Regions from separate parts of the Sus scrofa genome. Here all the other regions are linked to region 3. The links are chromatin contacts, called in public Hi-C and promoter capture Hi-C maps. All regions are on one chromosome and are shown on one strand. Each heading gives the region's core, a stretch centred on a gene start, on an enhancer-like site or on the middle of the called end of the contact. The rest is flanking DNA. Distances are from core to core; before and after follow the strand shown.

Region 1 (2,981 bases), core at 473-2,972, 110 kb after region 3:
CTCTGATCCTTCAGCCCATGGGGGGGCTGTGGACACAGAGAGGAGGGACCAGGAGAGGCAGAGAGAGAGGTAAAGAGACAGGGAGAGACAAGGGGGAGACAAAGAGACAAAAAGAGAAAGACTCTGAAAGAGAGGCGAAGAGACTGGGGAGCAAGCCCGAAGCAGAGAGAGACAGGAAAACTGAGTGGACGAGACCCACGCAGCGAAGAGGGACTGAGATAAAGAGACGGCGTAAGGGAGAGACAGGAGAGTGAAGACGAGTGTTAGAGAGACCGACAAAGAGGGGAAGCAACAGAGAGACTGAGGGAGGCAGGGATGGGGCTGGAGAGAGGAAGCAGAGGCAGAGTCAGGGTGTCCCACTAGCTCTGAGGCCCCCTCCTAACCTGTCGTGCACTCCCTAGGGGACACTACTCTATGCTGGACAGAAAAGCCTGGTCTGGGAGGTGGCGCTCCTGAGTTAGGAGACCCACCTTTTCTGCACCTGCTTGGCTGTAGGGTCTCCAGGGTTCAGAGCTGCAACCTGTGAAACAGGAAATCTTCCCATAGCTGGGGGGTAGGGGGGGCAAATTGAAACAGTAATAATAACAATGGAACCAGAACCTGGGCCCCCCTGCTGCCCCATTCACATCCCAGTGCCCTGATGCCTGACTTTAGTCAGGTGACTTCTTCTCTTTATGCCTCAGTGTGTTCATTGGTAAAATGGGGGTGATAACACCTATCTTATAAGGCTGTTATGAGTCTTACATGAGATAATAGACTGGAAAGTACCTAGAGTGGTTGCTGACCCAGGAAACACTATATAAATGTGAGCTGCCATCAGCTTGATCATTCTCTCTGGCTCTCTCTCAGCCACTAGCAGGTTTGACTATCAGATTTTCCCACATCCATGCACATACACACACTAAATGGTACAGCATCCTCATGCCGCTCTCCAAATGCAGGCTCATTTCATGTCAGGAAACTCTTGCATCCTTTACTGATAAAGAGGAGACTTCCCTTTGCCAACCACCTTACCCATCTTACCTCCAGGCCTGAGACACCCCTGCCCCACTGACCCCCACCCCCACCCTGTGCCCTGGTTCTATCAAGCCCTTACCCAAACATGATGTTCCTGACCTGGTCACCACCCCCAGCCTGGGTGGGCGCCTGCCCCTCAGGAAACTGCCATACCGGCCACAGAAATCCATACAAGGCAGAGCTCCAGGCCTCTGGCTGGCTCAGAACAAACCCAATCACTCCATTTCTCTCTCCCCAGCTTGAGGGGCCCCACTCACCTCTCTTCAGGGAGTCAGGGCCTGGGCCAGTCCCTGCAAAGGAACAAAACCACACGGTTAGCATCCTTCTGGCTCCTCTCTGGAGACCTGCCTGAAAGACCATCTTAGCCAAGGGCGTCCCTGGTGTGATCACTCTCTTAGCCTTCCTGCTGCAGGTTCTCCACAGGCTAAAGTGGACCCAAGAAGTCATTTCTGCAAATGCAGGATTCCAGGCCTCTGACTGTTGTTCACCCTCCAAAACCTAAGAGTCTAGGACTTTTGTCCTTTGTCCTTTGGAGGCTCAAGAAGCAAGAACCCACCCTCCTCCCCCTGCCCCTCAAGAGTCCAGGTCTCAGGCCCTTCCTTTCTCAAGACCCAGGAGTCTGGCCCCTCAGCCCCCTTCTCCTTCAAACCCAGGATTCTAAGCTCCCAGCTTCCTCTTTCCAGAATCCATACCCCAGTCGCCCAACTTCAAAGACCTGAACAGTACCAGGAGCTGGAAGAGGACCAGAAGTTCCCATGTTCGCCGTCACACCTCTGTCACACCAACATGTGTGGACATGCCAGAACCTACATGGGCCCACAACCTATGACTCTACATCTGGATTTCCATGGACACAGCAGCAGGATCTGTGTGTCCCCTGCCCTCCATTGACTCCTGTCCCAGGTGTGGACACACTGTGTCCATGGACCCCAGTAGACCCCAGGTCACGTCACAGGGACCCCAGTCTCACTGGGCTCAGAAGTGGGGTCAGCCTTGTGCTGGGACACAGGCACCTGTGTGCACATCACCCTGCACATATATATTTGAACGCACCCAACCCCACCCCCCAGAGGCCAACATGGACACACAAATGGAGACAACATAGACGTATACCCTCAAGGTTGACACACCTGCACACAACCACACAACACTGCCTTTTCCCTTGCACATTTAAACACAGATGCACACACAACAGTGAAATGCACTTACCCCCAGGTGCATGCACCTATAACAGATCTACCCTTGCACACTCGCCAACACACAGGGGCATGCACATATAACATGCTCACTTGCACAAAGATACATATGTGCATGCTCTTAAGTGCCCAAACACACTCTTACAACCTCACATATCCCCAGGACACATGTTCACAAAGCTGATATATTCCTACACCATCAGATGCATAAATGCACACACTAGCGGATACACACATCACACATACACACAGAACTACAATGTGCAAAGACACTTAAAAGGCTGATACACACTCCAACAAGCACACGGGTACAAAAAGATCCACCTTTGCACAGATACTCCGAGATATTCACTTATCACAGACACATGCTCACACAACAGCCCTGGGAGGTATTTACACACTTATAAACACCACAAAATATTGAACCACAGTGGCACAGTCAACAGATAGGCACAGACTCCCATTCACACACAGTCACGAACACATCCCTCCCAGCCCTGAGGCACCCCCGCCCCACCTACTTCCCAAGCCAAAGAAATCCCAGCATCCCTCCCTCCCAGCAAGCCCCCCCATCCCCAGCCAGGTCAGAGTTCAGCAGGTCAAATCTCAGGGGTTGGGGGCTGAGTCCTAGAGCACTGGTTCAAGGCAATCCTCCCACCAGCAGCCCAAAGGTCCCCCAGCCCGGCCGTCTGGATGCAGGCAACTCTGGCCCCATCTGCGGAGATCTGACCAGTGGGGGTTGGGGTGGGGTGGGTGGGGAAGGACCCA
Region 2 (2,874 bases), core at 43-2,542, 79 kb after region 3:
CCTTCTCGACCTCACGCCGCCCCCCTGCGGTCCAACCGCTTTGGCGCCTGCTCCACTCACAGCTCTGTGACGCCTCCTGGGCGGCCGCAGGGACTTCCTCCCGGAGCCTGGCTGGACCAGCTCCAGCTGGATGGGGAGGAAACACGAGGTGATGAAGAAGGCGAAGAACCGATTCCCGGTGCCACGTGCCCCCGCCCCTCAGCCTCCCCGCTGCAGAGCGAAGGCCGGCGCTGGGGACACCGAGACTAGGCGAATCGTGCCTGCGCCCGTTTCGGGGCTCAGCGGGACAGACGGGCAATCGGGGGTGAGGGTGGGGGGCCGCGAGGGCCCAGCGCGAGCCGGCGGGGGTGCGGGGCCAGGGAGGGCCTCACTCACACAGGCCGCCACGTCCCGCCGCGCGGCCGCCAGCAGCTCCAGGGTCGGGCCGACGCCGGGGAACAGCTCGGGGCTCGGCAGGCTGCTCAGCACCGCCTGGGCGTCGGCGAGGCCGCGGGCCACCAGGCGGAGCCGCGCACAGGACTGCGGGGACCCGGAGGGCGTCAGACGGGGCCGCGCCCTGCGCTCGCCTCAGCCCCAACCCCACCCCTCCCTGGTCTCGGGCCTCCGGCCTCACCGATGGCGGCGGAGGGTCCCTCCTCAAGCGGAACGAGCAGTTGCGTGGCCTCCAGCTCAGCGTCTCTTCCTCCTGAGGGACAAGGGCCGGGGTGACCCTGGGCCTACTCGCCAGGGCCCCCGAAGCTCTGGAACATCGGGGATTGCTCGACGTAGATCAGGACGGGCGGGGACGTTTGTGCTTACGGTGTCCCTACCAGGCAGCTCTCCGAAGGCGTGAGCCAGGCCTGAAACACACTCGTGCTCCCCGGGCGGAGCCTGCGCCCCGGTGTGGAGCCGAGTCCACCTGGAGGGGGCGCCCCTCTGTGATAGGCACCCAGGCCATGTGTGACACGAGGGCCAGGGCGGCCGGGAAGATGACAGTGGTCACTATTCTGGACCCTGAGAATTTCTCCTGCTGCACGCTAGGACTGGAGCGCCCGCGGGATCAAGACTGTGGTCTCTGAACCCGGCGGGCCCAGGATCCGGGGGTCGGGCGTCTGGACATCACTCACATAGTGGTCCCTCAGCGCCTTGACGGCCACCAGCGCCTGAGGGTCCAGGGAGCGGTAGTGAGAGAGGACGCAGCGACCGGGCACCACCACGTCTTCAGGGTCCAACGCGAAGACCGCCGTCACAAAGACCCACAGTCCCATAGCCACCGCGGCTGTGCCACGTGGTCCCATCCCTGTTCCTACAAGAGGCGACGGACATCAGGGGGCCCAAGGAGAAGGCCCCCAAGCCCAAGCACCCCGCCTCTGGTTAAACTCCCAGAGGGACCGATGCTCCGAGCACAATCGCAGAGGACATGCAGGGGGAGAGACACGGGCTGGGCCGGGACCCCCCTTCTCCCCTCATCTTCTCTCTCCCCTCACTCCTCACCTGCAATGTGTCTTTGGTGCCTCGTGCTGTTGCAGGGCCTGCCTTCCACTGTCCTGAGTGGTGTCCGGAGTGGTGTCCACCTGTGACAGCGGTGCCTGACCCTCCATGGTGGCTTTTAAGTGCCCAGCTGAGGATGATGAGAGCCGGGCTTCCCCGCGCAGGTGAAGCTTTCCCAATGTCATTGCTGGCCATTGATCAGCCCAGAGGGGGCAGGCAGGGCTGTGAGGACTTTACCCTCCTGGGCAACAGTGCCAGCAATGACTCTAACCCAATTCTCTGTCACCAGTTTTTGTCTCTGTCTCTTTCTGAATCCTCTCACCTTCTTTCGAAAGTGAGTATCTGATATGTATCCCCTCCTTTAATGCACAAAAGAAATAACACTGCAGGAATTGCTCTACCTCCAATTTACAGATGAGAAAACTGAGGCACAGTAAAGAGACTTTTCCACAATATATAGTCAGTAATTGGCAGAGACGGGAGATCAACCTACACACTGTCCAGCTTCAAAGCTTGATCTCCAAGCCATCACTACCCCTAAATATCTGATTCAGGGCCTCCTTCTCTCTATCCAATTCTGTCTTCTGAGCTACGACTGCCACCTACACCACAGCTCACAACGCCAGATCCTTAAACCACAGAGCAAGGCCAGGGATCAAATCTGCTTCCTCATGGATACTATTCGGGTTCATTCCCACTGAGCTGTTACAGGAACGCCTCTTCTGCCCATTTTCTCATCAGGTTGTTTTTCTGATGTTGAGTTGTAGGAGCTGTTTTTATATTTTAGATAGTCACCCTTTATCAGTCACATCATCGGCAAACATTTTCTCCCATTCAGTAGGTTGTCTTGTCATTTTATCAATGGTTTCCTTTGCTGTGCATCAGCTTATAAGTTTAATTAAGTCCCATTTGTTTATTTTTGATTTCGTTTCCTTTGCCTTAAGAGACAGATGGGGAAAAAAACATTGCTGCAATACATGTCAGAGTGTTCTGCCTATGTTCTCGGCTAGGAATTTTATGGTTTCTGGTCTAACAGTTAGAAATCCATTTTGAGTTTATGTTTTTGGATGGTGTTAGAAAGTGTTCTGAGTTCATTCTTTCACAGGTAGCCGTTTGGTTTTCACAGCCCCACTTATTGGAGAGACGGTCTTTGTTCCCTTGTGTGTCCCTGCCTCCCTTTTTGTAGAATAATTGGCCATAAATGCACGGGTTTATTTGTGGCCTCTCTGTTCTGTCCCGTTGATCTGTGTGCCTGTCTTTTGCCAACGTCATACCCTTTCTGTGGTCAGGGAGCGAGATCCTTCCAGCTCTGTTCTTCTTTCTTAAGCCTGTTTTAACTATTCAGCAGCTTTTGTGTTTCTAGACAAATTAAAACACCTGTTTTCTAGTTCTGTGAAAAATGCC
Region 3 (2,939 bases), core at 356-2,855:
CTATGGCACAAAGGGATCATGGGCATCTTGGGAGCACTTAGACACAGGTTTGATCCCCGGCATCGTGGGTTAAGGAGCCGATGTTGCTGTGACTCAGATTTGATCCCTGGCCCTGGAACTCCAGAACTCCATATGCCACTGGGTGGCCAAAACAAACAAACAAACAAAAAAACAAAAAAACCTCATTACACAGTCACTCATTCATTGCTGCTACAGATGTTAATTAAATGCCCACCATGCGCTAGACACTGTGCTAGGGCAGGGAAGATGCACTAAACATTTAAGAGTATCTCTGAAAAAGTGGCTTTACACCTCATCCAACCATCCATTCAACAAATGGGCAGCCCACAGTGAACAAAACAGACAAAAATCCATGCTCTCATGGAGCTGACATTCCAGCAGGAGAAAAACAATAACTATGATTAGCTAATCATCTAGCCTGTTAGAACGTGATAAGAGGAACAAAAAATAAGAAAAAGCAGAGAAGGTAAGTGGTTTAGTAGCATGTGAGAGGGACTTTGGCTGCTTTAGTCAGGGTGGGCAGGAACAGTCCCACTGATAAGGTGACATTTGAGTAAAACCCTGAAGAAGAGAAGGGACGGAGCCATGAAGGTACCAGGGGGGAGAGTCTATGCCCAACAAAAGGAATAGTCAATGCAATGACCTTGAGGTAGATGAGTACTTGATTTTTTTTTAGCAAAGTGGCTGGAGACCAGTGAGTGAAATCCAGGAAAAAAATGTTTAGTTTACGGGGGTTTCCCATCCTCCTCCCCCTCCTTTTTTTTTTTTTTTTTTTTAAACAAATCAATTACTTCTTTTTTTTTTTTTTTTTTCGTCTTTTTGCCATTTCTAGGGCCCCTCCGCGGCATATGGAGGTTCCCAGGCTAGGAGTCGAATCGAAGCTGTAGATGCCGCCCTACTAGAGTCACAGCAACGTGGGATCCGAACAGCAACTGTAACCTACAGCACAGCTCACAGCAAGGCCAGATACTTAACCCACTGAGCAAGGCCAGAGATCGAACCCGCAACCTCAGGGTTCCTAATCGGATTCGTTAACCACTGAGCCACGACGGGAACTCCAACAAATCAAATAAATACTTTTGAAAAAACTTATTAAAAAGATTAAGATCAATCAGTGTCCTGGTTCCAGGTCAAGTTCCCGGACTCAGACAGACAAAGGTCGTCCAAACTCACTATTTATTGACTATGATCCCAACTGAGCTAGTTCGCCCCGCTGAACCTCAGTTTTTAATCTGTAAAACGGATATTAATAACAGGGTTGTGACGAGTATTCAGCAAGATAATGCAAGTAAAGCACTTGACGGGGTGTCTGGCACATAGTAAAAGTTCAAAAGCTGTTTCTGGCCATAATCACCCATGCCTGCCTTCTACCCCCCATGACTGCTTTTGAGAGAAGGTGGGAAGGACTGTTGCAGGCGCCTAACCATTTTCCCCTTTAAGAATCTCAGCCGGCTGGAGCCAGCCTCCCCGCACCCTTTCCAAATTTTCCAATCCCGGCTTGGCATTTTCCTCCCTAAGGTTTCCGATTGGACGATCTTCACCAATCAGAGGCTGGAGCGGACCCTGCCGGGCACCCAGCTCCGCCCCTGAGCCGGCCCTGCCCCGGGCCGGTCAGCCCCGTTGCTATGGGGACTGGTGGGCGGCGAGGGGGGAAAGCCCCGGATGTTCGTTGGGGATTCAACATGGCGGCAGCAGTGGCCGTGGTGGCGGCGGCGCAAGAGAGCTGAGGGCGGCGTGAGCGCGCCAAGTTCCGGGCCGAGCAGCTAGGCCGCGAGCGACTGCGGTGCCGAGCCGGTAGGATAAGCGATCTGGCCAGGCGACGTGGGGGGGGTCCGGCGATGGCGGTGGGAGAGCGTTTACGGGAATAGGGGGCGGGGCCGCTGGGGTCAAAGTTGACTCGCGAAGGAAAGGGTCGCGTCGTGGGTGGGTCGCGGGTCTACGTTGAACAGGGGGGAGGTGTAGAGTAGGTCAGAGGTCGTGGTAGCAAAGGGGGCGTGGCGAAGGGGTGCAAAATTGGAAATTTGAAGTAGGAGCGTGTTGGAGGGGCAGGGGGGCGAATGTCTAAAAAAATGGGGGTCAATTTGAAGGGAGGATGTGCCTGCGAGGGTCTGAGAGTTGGAGGTTTAGGGCAGCAGCTAGTGGAGCAAATGAATGAGATTTAGGTTGGGGGACATCTGTATGGGATCAAAAGTGGGGCCTGACCAAAGGGGGCAAAGATCAGAACCTGGTGGCCCGACAGGTGATGTTCTCAGGGGTCAGAAGTTAAAACCCAGGTGGGACGTGTTGCTGAAGAGGAGGGGTAGGACATTCAAGAACAAGGTCAAGGGTGCTTCCTGCGGGGGCGGGGGGGGGCGGGGGAGGGGAAGAGGAGAAAGCCCTCCTCCCACAGATGATGAAAATAAGAGCAAACACTCCTAGAGCACTTACTGTGTGTCAGGCTCTGTTCTAAATGCTTTACATTACCTTTGATCGTGAACACAACCTTATGGGCTTGGTGCCATTATTAAGAGGTTAAGTGATTTGCCCAGGGTCTTCTCATGAGTAAGTGGTGCAGCTCAGATTTGAACTCGGGGTTCAGAGTTGTAGGCTCCGCAGGCTCTCAGATTCTCATGATGTTGGTTGATGCTTAATGAGAGTTAACATTGTACTCAGCGCCCTGTGTGCCCGGACTTATACCATAATCTTGTGAAGTGGGTACCAGATGGACCCACTTTACAGACAGACAAAGTGAGGCTCAAAGAGTTTCTACTGAGTGACAGAAGCAGATTCCAAGCTGAATCTTGAATGACCCCAGAGCTCCTGGCCCTAGTCACCACATCGTAGCTTGCTGAAGGTCTGTTCCTGGAAGCAGGGGGCTGGGCTGGGCAGGGCTGTCTCTTTGGCCTCCATGGAGGGGTGTGATCTGGGAGGAGAGGCTC

What was found. Promoter capture Hi-C pulls out the DNA fragments that hold promoters and counts their contacts. A called contact is a pair of places that touch in the nucleus more often than the background predicts.
Region 1: a contact with region 3 is called in a Hi-C map of embryonic fibroblasts, with 2.3 times the contacts expected there. The contact joins the promoter of LRFN1 here to the promoter of PAK4 in region 3. A contact is called at or near these places in 4 of 5 promoter capture datasets (fetal skeletal muscle, liver and skeletal muscle), 25 of 47 Hi-C or Micro-C datasets (adipose tissue, alveolar macrophages, blood and 14 more) and 2 of 2 datasets of contacts at active chromatin or transcription factors (alveolar macrophages and skeletal muscle).
Region 2: a contact with region 3 is called in a promoter capture Hi-C map of liver, with 2.5 times the contacts expected there. The contact joins the promoter of LOC102161030 here to the promoter of PAK4 in region 3. A contact is called at or near these places in 1 of 5 promoter capture datasets (liver) and 5 of 47 Hi-C or Micro-C datasets (fetal heart ventricle, fetal skeletal muscle, mesenteric adipose tissue and 2 more).

The regions. Positions count from the first base shown.
Region 1 is chr6:47,979,810-47,982,790 of Sscrofa11.1, forward strand. LRFN1 (leucine-rich repeat and fibronectin type III domain-containing protein 1) reads right to left here and starts at 1,723. Exons shown (of 7, transcript XM_021094364.1): 1 at 1,275-1,723; 2 at 471-546. It overlaps LOC102160572 (a long non-coding RNA gene), which reads left to right. Exons shown (of 3, transcript XR_002344655.1): 3 at 1,701-1,785.
Region 2 is chr6:47,947,418-47,950,291 of Sscrofa11.1, forward strand. LOC102161030 (interferon lambda-4) reads right to left here and starts at 1,293. Exons shown (of 5, transcript XM_013990503.2): 1 at 1,107-1,293; 2 at 614-685; 3 at 376-519; 4 at 61-126. The coding sequence starts at 1,277.
Region 3 is chr6:47,867,999-47,870,937 of Sscrofa11.1, forward strand. It overlaps PAK4 (serine/threonine-protein kinase PAK 4), which reads left to right and starts at 1,606. Exons shown (of 10, transcript XM_005664597.3): 1 at 1,606-1,815.